2 separate regions of the Arachis hypogaea genome follow, and region 2 is linked to region 1. Evidence: chromatin contacts called from public Hi-C data. All regions are on one chromosome and are shown on one strand. Each heading gives the region's core, a stretch centred on a gene start, on an enhancer-like site or on the middle of the called end of the contact. The rest is flanking DNA. Distances are from core to core; before and after follow the strand shown.

What was found. A called contact is a pair of places that touch in the nucleus more often than the background predicts.
Region 2: a Hi-C map of leaf shows a contact between it and region 1, with 4 times the contacts expected there. The contact joins the promoter of LOC112796957 here to the promoter of LOC112796953 in region 1. A contact is called at or near these places in 2 of 8 Hi-C or Micro-C datasets (both in leaf).

The regions. Positions count from the first base shown.
Region 1 is chr4:90,208,589-90,213,124 of arahy.Tifrunner.gnm2.J5K5, forward strand. LOC112796953 (isochorismate synthase 2, chloroplastic) reads right to left here and starts at 2,060. Exons shown (of 17, transcript XR_011881221.1): 1 at 1,729-2,060; 2 at 1,385-1,532; 3 at 678-775; 4 at 157-566.
Region 2 is chr4:90,642,336-90,646,871 of arahy.Tifrunner.gnm2.J5K5, forward strand. LOC112796957 (glucose-1-phosphate adenylyltransferase large subunit 1, chloroplastic-like) reads left to right here and starts at 2,060. Exons shown (of 9, transcript XR_011881223.1): 1 at 2,060-2,465; 2 at 2,805-2,936; 3 at 3,027-3,110; 4 at 3,210-3,265; 5 at 3,626-3,738; 6 at 3,868-3,940; 7 at 4,381-4,467.

The sequences.
Region 1 (4,536 bases), core at 810-3,309:
GGATGTGTGTGTGTGTATGACAAAAAAAAGTTTTGAGGTCACATGGCATGTTAAGTGACACGGAAACAACCAACTCAAGGCTACCTTCGACTACTTGACTTCAAATAAATAAATAAATAATAAAAATTTGTTTCTTGAAGTAAAGAAATGACTTACCTCCTAATGGATACCCAATCCCAATAGGAAAAGGGGTGTGGCTGGCAAAAGAAAACGGCAGAGCCAACACCAGCAACGCTAACCAAGCTTCTGCCATTAGAATCAAAAGAATTGTGTTCCCTGCCGGAGAAGAAGCAGCGAGGAAGGACCAGGTGGTTCTGTGAGTGGAGCCAATCAATGGCCTCGACCTCTTCCTCCTCAATGGAGACCTGCAGCCTCACTATGCCTGAAGAGCTCCGAAATTGAGGCTCTGATTTCATCTTAGAAATCGCCATTTTCAGGCTGTACAAAGCCATTGAAGTTGTTGCAACCGGTTCCAACGTTTGTGTCTTTATTGTCCCAACAGGCTCTCTTGAATGTCCTTTTCTGCAGCCATTCATTGAAAGAGAGCATCCATGGCACAATGGTCTCTACCAATAACATAAAAAACATATGACTAGTGCAAATATTTAAGATAGCGACATAATTAAGAGGAAATTTGGAAGACAAAGAAAGAATTAAAAGTGAGAGAGGAGTATTACTTGGTGAAAATGAAGACTGTAAATAGAGTGTTGCTTCTTGGAGAGAGGAAATAAGAGGAAGATGTTTGTGCATTTTGTGAGAGACTTGTAAGTAGAAGCTGTTGCCATAAGCATAGTTGTCAGAATCGAACCGGTGATTGACTCGATTAGATTACTGAGTTATTGGGTTATTAGTTCAACCGTTGGATCACTGGTTGAACCGGTTAATCCGGTCCCATTTAAATAAAATACAAAATAGTCAATCAACAAGTATTAAACTTATATTAGTAGGAAATAAATGTCTTCACTAACACTGTAACAACAATCAAATCTTAATTTCTAAAAATAACTAATAGAAATTCCAATTAGCATTAAACCTATATTAAAACAATCATATAATAGTAACAATAAGAGTAACAATAAAGTATTAAATCTACATTAAAACAACAAGAATCAAATATTGATGCAGCAACAATCAAGTATTCTATACAAATTCCAATTAACATCAAATTCCTATTCTAACCATACATGAAAAGTATAAAACGGCAATAATTTATATACAAATTTCAATTGGCATCAAATTCCAGTTACTTTCAAATTTGCTTTCAAGTGCCATTCAATAAAACATCATCTATTCTAAATCTACATTGAAACAGCAACAATCAAGTTTTAAAAATCAATATACAATAACTAAAAAAAGCAGAAGTCCAGAAGCAGAACCATCTCACAGTGTTTCAATAAAATTGTCAGTGTTCCCATCACAGAACCAAAGTCAGAGGAGGCACAAGGTGGAGAGGACCAGAAGCAGAGACAGAGGAGGCACGAGGCCGAGGCAGAGAAGAAGAGCAACAATATAGCCCAGCAACAAAATCAATCCTAAACACCAATAATCAAAAACAGAAAAACATCAATCAACCACTAAACCTAAATATATTACACTGTAAAACAAAAATTTGAATAATCTGCCACAAAACCAACAAATTATAATCAACAACAATCAAGAATCAACTGAATCAGTTAATCAGATTATAACCCAATAATTGAATAACTAAAAAAAACATAAAAAGCATACCTGATGATGTGAAGGCGGAACGCGGGCAGAGAAGAGGGAGACCAAGCACGGCGAAGCAGAGACTGGCGAGGGAGAGGCAGCAGCGATGGCGAGCCACGCTGGACGAAGACGCAAAGGCGAGCCACGGACGAAGGCGATGACGCAGTGGCGGAGATGCAGAGGAGCCGGCGACGTGGCAGCGACCGTGCGGTGGCGGTGGTGGTGGCGGTGGCAGACTGAGTGAGAGAATGAGAGGCTGAGAGCTCTGCCTCCTTGTGAGAGTGAGCCTAGGAGAGAGTGACCGAATTGAGTTTAGCCAAAATCTTAATTTGACGCCAACTAAAACTTTGTTTGGATTTAGAAAAGGAAATAAAAAAAATTAGAGTTATTTAAATGTTATTTGAATAAATAAAAAATAGAAGAAAAAAATAAAAAAAATTGCTGTATAACAAAAATTTATAATAATATAAAATTATATTAATATGTTTATTATAAAATAAAATATAAATATTCCATATTTATATTTTATTATATTTTATAAATATTATAAAATATTATAATTTTATATACTTGATTTAAATTATTTATCTAATATATATATAATATTTAAATATGAATTTCTGTTATAATATATTAAAAACTAAATTTATATTAATAATTGTTAATAATAATATAATTAAAAATAGTATTGAAAATATAAAAAAGAATTTTATTTGTGATGAAAAAAGAATTTTTATTAGTATCTACATAAATTTTTTTTATTTTTTTGATAACTAAACAAAACAAAATATTTTTTTATTTTTTTATTTATTTTTTTCACTAATTTTCTCTCTAATCAACATAGTGTAAAAATAATTAAGAGAGAAATGAAAATTAAATTAGTGGTATTTCAATTTCAAAAAATAAAAATTACTTAGGAATATTTTCTTTTACTTTAAACCACACAAAGAATTATCATATTTCTATCTTAAGAATTTTGGAAATGATCTGTAATTCCTTTAACTACAAAGTTAGATCTGTCTCTAGTTTGGTTATTTTTTAAAGCAAAAGATACATTTTTTTCGTGCACATGTAAATGAGATATGATACCAAAGGCAAAATGCCAAAATATAATTTTTTTTTTCGTTGTCTAGAAGTTCATATATGTGTAAATATAGTATTATTTTATTTATATTTTTAAAATCCATACATTACTTCAAATTTTTCCGCATAGAAATGCAGTTTTTTTCGGTTGAAACTAGAAACAACTAGGCCCTTCCCCGAAGGAAATGTAATGATAATGCACCCTTTCGAAAAGATAAAAAAATAAAAAGGACAAAAGAGGTGATAATGCACAAGAATTGCTTAGTGGCAAAAAGATTGGCCGATAATATATGAAACATTATTCGGCCCTAACAAAATCTAATGGCCCAAAACTAGGTTGACAAGTAAAATGAAACATTTATTCTTGGACAAAAAATATTTAGTCATTCGTATCTAGTCTCCCATATGACGATTTTGTAAAGCCATTATAATTGGAGTAACTATAAGAGGATCTTTTTTATTTAAATTAAATAATTATACAATTTACAAAAATAAATAAAATATAAAATAATTATTTAAATATACAACATACTACATCTCGAGTATTGTGAGAAAAACTCGAATATGGACATATCCCAGGTAGTGAAACTCCGGGCTATGACACAACGAAAATCTAACGTATTGTGGGTGCACCCAAAATACATGTCGCGTGGAAAAATAGGTACTGAGCACTCGAGATGTGTTCAAAAACTGATCAGGATCTTAGTATCTGAGATAAAGTCAAACGCAAAAATTGGATCAAAGCATTCGAGATATAATCAGATACATGCTTGCTATCACCATATCTAGTACTCTTGTGTCAAACAAGGATCAGGGATCCCATCGATGATCACCAAGTGGTGTAGTTGGTAACGTCCCCTAAACAAGTCGTACTAATCACGGTGCACATCGGGATACCAAACACCATCTCTCCTCATCGTGTTGAATAGAAACTCGTTAACGTTGACTGGATCTACTGGCCTATGCTGCTGTTCGGGGTGGCAAACGGACCTAAATCCACCGGGTTGGCCTGCGTAACTCGCCAAAAGGTAGGCCAGGCTAAAAAATTGAGACCGCCACACTTCGAAAGTCTGTCTAACTAGCACCACTTAAACCGCGGACTTTGATGGGGGGACGGGCCTCTCTGGCGAGCCCAACACTTTTTTTTGCTAGGGACATTTTTTGAAAATGTTCTAATTTAGTGTTTTAGATTATATTTTACGTTTGATTGATTATGTTCTAAACTTGTAGATGTTTAATTATATGTTTTGGACAATGTTTATTTTGTTTTGAACAATATTGGTTTCATTATTTTGTTTCAAAAAATTTGGTTTATGATTATATTTATTACATATTTATAATTTTAAAGACTTTAATGTTTGTGAATTTCGAAATTATATTTTTTTATGTCTTTAGAAATTATATATATTGTTTAATATTTAATAGTAAAAAATGACATTTGGCGGGCTGCGTTAGGCAGCGTGGAGTGAGGTTTTAGGACCGCCTCATTAGGCAGGGCAGGGCGGGGGGGACCAGCCCGCCAAAGGGCAGGCTTTCGGCGGGGGCGGGGCGGTCTTTTCCATTTGCCACCTCTAGCTGCTGCTCTTGAGCTGTCTTTTTTCTCTGTTGACATGATGAAACTCTACAATGTGAAAGCAGACAATCGGGACAACAACCCTCCATGTATAAATCTCTCCATCACTACTAAGCCAGTTAGGAGAAATATGTTGTAACTGGAGATTCTCATATGGTGTCCATCGAAACTAG
Region 2 (4,536 bases), core at 810-3,309, 430 kb after region 1:
CAATGCACTGTCTTCAATAATCTGGAGTCTAAACTTAATAACCCCTGACTTATGGCAGAGTGAAGAGGAGACCTTCATCAATTTGTGGCAACGAGCCTTATCTTGGGCAGCGACTCAAATTGAAGGTAGACAAAAGATCCTCTTCATCTCGGCGCTGTGTTGGAAAACTTGAAAAGCGAGGAATAGGTGTGTCTTTGAGAAGCTAATAAGCCCAGCGCCGGAGATAGTGCAAGAAGCCAACAGTCTAGTGCGTGAACTCAATAGCCATACCTGATGAATGCTAATAATTTCTCTTTATTCTTACTTTACTCTTTCTTAAGCTATTTGTCTTCCAATCACATTTGGTGATAATTGGGAATACCCAACTTCTTTTATACTTCCTTATGGAAATATTATTATTTTATAATAATAAAATAATATCTATCTTTGAGAAAAAAATAAACACATTATTTGATATATAGTAAAAAAAAGTTTAGTATTAACAAATTTAATTTTTATCTCTTTAAATTAAATTAATAATTCTATTTGATATTTTTGCACTAAAATATATTATGAGTAGATTACTAAAACTAAATGATATATATATATATATATATATATATATATATATATATATATATATATATATATATATATATATATATATATATATATATATATATATATAAACTCAACAAACTTAAAGCATCAATAATATTATTAATCTATTAATAATACATATTGTCATAAGGTTATAAATCGATGTAGATTTATCAAATAAGAATAATTTGGATTAATTGAATTTTTACGTATATTAAAATTTAATTAAATTTACATGTATATATGATGTTTTATTTCATTTAGTATTAGTAGCTTACTCATAGTGTATTTTAGTATAAAAATATTAAATAAAATTATTAATTTAGTTTAAAAAGATAAAAAATTAAATTCATTATTACTCAAAAATTTTTTACTATATATCAAATAATGTGTTTTATAAAAATTATCTAGATCATAATACTAACAGTATATCATAGGATTATTATTATTAATGTATTAACCGTATTTTAATATTTATTATTTATATATTTAAAAATTATATTTGAGAATTATTTATTTTGTTTCATAATAAATGATATTTTTAATTTGAATAATTTATTAATTAGTTTGTATTTATTATACTATATATTCAATAATTTATTAAAAAAATATTAATATAATGAATACAAAAATAATTTAAAAATGATATTATTTAAAGAACAAAGACAAATAAATCTCTAACCAATTTAAATTTAGAGACAATTAGATTTATATCCATTTTTAAACCTAACACGTTAACGTTTTTTTTTTAGAGTTGATAAAAAAATACCTACAAAAATCACATTATGTCACAAAAATAAAAAATAAAAATTAAAATACCTCGTTTTTATCTTAAAAAATCATATTATCATTCTAAAAAATGAAAACATTACTAGTTCACTCTTCTTACCAACAAGCTATACGATGGTTCCTAACGGAAGTGTTAGGAAGCTGAAAAGAACATCTACAAAAATCCTTGCTTGTGCATACATAACTTTGTCCACGGGCGAAGCTTCATGTATTCATTGGGAGGCAGGCCCCCAAAAAAAAATTATACTGTGTGAAAAAATAAAATAATTAAGAGTGGCCTTCCCAAAAAAATATTGATGGCCTTCCTCTTGAGATTTTACAGGCTTGAGCTATAATCAAGTGATAATCATAAGAAAAATCAGAGACTAATGATGTTATTTTTCTATTTTTCTATACACAATTTAAAAATTTAACTTTCTAAAATCAAGTAAAAAAAATTCTTTTTTCTTTTTCTCTTTTTTTTATTATATTTACATCACTTTTCTCCCTTAATTTTGAGTTCATTCTTTAATTATTTTTATTTATTTATTATCTAATTTATAATGACAATTTAAATTAGCACTACAAAATTCTTATTTGTTTGTGGAAGTTTTTTAGTGGAAGTTATTATAAACCTCCATAATATATTTTAATAGTGACAATTTGTAAAACCTCCCTAAATTATTAACAATAACCCCCACAGTCCAATCACTGCTAAAAAAATTTCTAGCCCAAATAATATTAGCCCATAACAAAAGTTGAAAAAAAAATAACAGGTAGAAGAGGGCTTCGAGCGAGAAAGAAAGAGGGAGAGGGACGATTCATTGCCGCCGCCATTCATCTCCTTGCCGCTGTCGTCTCCTCCGTCAAGCGTTGCCGGTGGAGTTATGAATGGAGATCGTGGAGCCTCTGAATTTTCGTTGACCTCTCAGAATGACGATTTGATTCATATTATTGAGCTAATGCTTTAAATCTTCTGCTTCTCCATCGTCTTCCACCGCGGGTTGTGCCGCTGGTTCTGCTGTTCCTCCGACGGCTTGAAGCACTCAGAGTGCGATTTCAGTGCGGATTCAGTGGTGCTAGCTGAAGAGATCAAGAAGGCGAGCTAGCGAATCTCTGTAAGCTTCGATTGAAGTTACATTCAAAACTATAGATCTCGTGGAACTGATTTCATGTCGTGTGGAGTCATTATAATGAGGATTCGTTCCTAATTTTTTCTCGTTCTTTGCTTTATTCAATTCTTCAATTTTTTTCAAAGATATTAGATTTTGTGATAATTTAATGATATAGTTTTGGCAAATTTATACACAAATACTGCTTCTTATGTTCTAATGTACTCTTCTCTTTTGTAAATTTTTCAGGTCAAGGCAGAGGATTTGATATAGATTGTAAATTTTTTAGGTCAAGGCAGAAGATTTGATATAGATTTAGTTAACAAGTTCTACATTCTCACTCAGTTCAACTCAAGATTAAGAATGCTTGTATTTATTATTTCAGGTTCTTGCTGCCACTCAAACTCCAGAGAGGCAGGTAAAAGATGGTTTCAGGGTACTGCTGATGCCATGAGACAGTTCCACTGGCTCTTTGAGGTATAATAATTCTATAGAAATTAGAGTAGTTACATAATCTACACTTGAACTTTTTAATCCAAGTTATGTTGTTTAACTATGATGATGTAGGATCCTAGAAGCAAGGATATTGAGGATGTCCTGATTCTTTCTGGGAATCATCTCTACTGAATGGACTATATGGACTTTGTTCAAGTAAGGCACCGTTTTGTCCAATTAATAGTTCTTCCTTTCCTCCTTCAATACTGTTGATGCATTCAAATTTGACATGTTCTGACTCATCTTCATATCCAGAATCATCGCGAGAGTGGTGCAGATATTACTCTTTCTTGTCTCCCCATGGATGACAGGTAGGTTGGCTTAATGGTTTTCGAATCTGTTTCTAGTATACATAATCACATGATGTATATCTTGAAATCACTCTGTCATCTTTCTCTGAATGAGAAACTAGCTCTTTTATCAGTCCAAATGAATAAATGATTCAACAATGTTTGTCACATATTATTGTTTAAAACTCTCTTCATATGTGACAGTCGTGCCTCTGATTTTGGTCTATTAAAGATAGATGATAAAGGAATAATTCTCTCATTCAGTGAAAAGCCCAAAGGAGAAGACCTAAAAGCAATGGTAATAACTCATGTTTGTGCTGCTTCTTACATATTAGGAGTTTCAAGAATAAGATTTACGGCTAATACTGCTTCATAATATAGCAAGTAGATACAACTGTTCTTAGGCTTTCAAAGGAAGAGGCTGTAAAGAAACCATACATTGTTTCTATGGGTGTGTATATATTCAAGAAGGAGATACTTCTAAATCTATTAAGGTACTGAACTATAGCAACATGTGAAACTTTTCAGAGAACATTCAAATAAAATAATATTAACTGAAAATAAACTGACTCATCCTATTGCAAATCTTGTTTCGCTAAGTGCTACAAATTTGTTAAATATAGATGACGGTTTCCAACTGCAAATGACTTTGGATCAGAGGTCCTCCCTGTCTCAGCTAGAGAATTTTACATGAAGGTAAAGGAATACTTCACATATGATATTACATGTGGTGTGATATTTAACTTTCATTTTTAGTGCACTAGATTTCAATCCACCCATGCAATCCATATATATAACCATAAAATATTTATGAGAAAAATGGAATCCTGCCTTTGGATCTAGCAGAAAGCCTATGTTCACCCGATGAACATTGATACTATAGACAGATCAGTATAGACTGTATATTAATTGTTTAGTGATTTTTTTTCTTTCTGTTTTTATATCCTTTGTTGTATCTATGCTTCTGGATTATGTATATGAGAGGTCAATTATGGATCTTTGATCCAATTTGTATTAGGTGTTTGGCTATAAGCTTTACTTGAATCACTAATTTCATAGAAACATCTTTTTACCTCGATCTATGCCGTGTTTTTACTTTTACCTATTATTAATTTATTATTCCTTCTTGATTACAGTCCAACATGAGAATATTGATCACTGGAGGAGCTAGATTCATTGGGTCTCACCTGGTTGACAGATTGATGAAAAATGAAAAAAATGAGGTTAGCATTAATATTTAGTCCAAAATCCCACTCAAAATCATGCAATTCTATGTTGGACCAAAAACTACT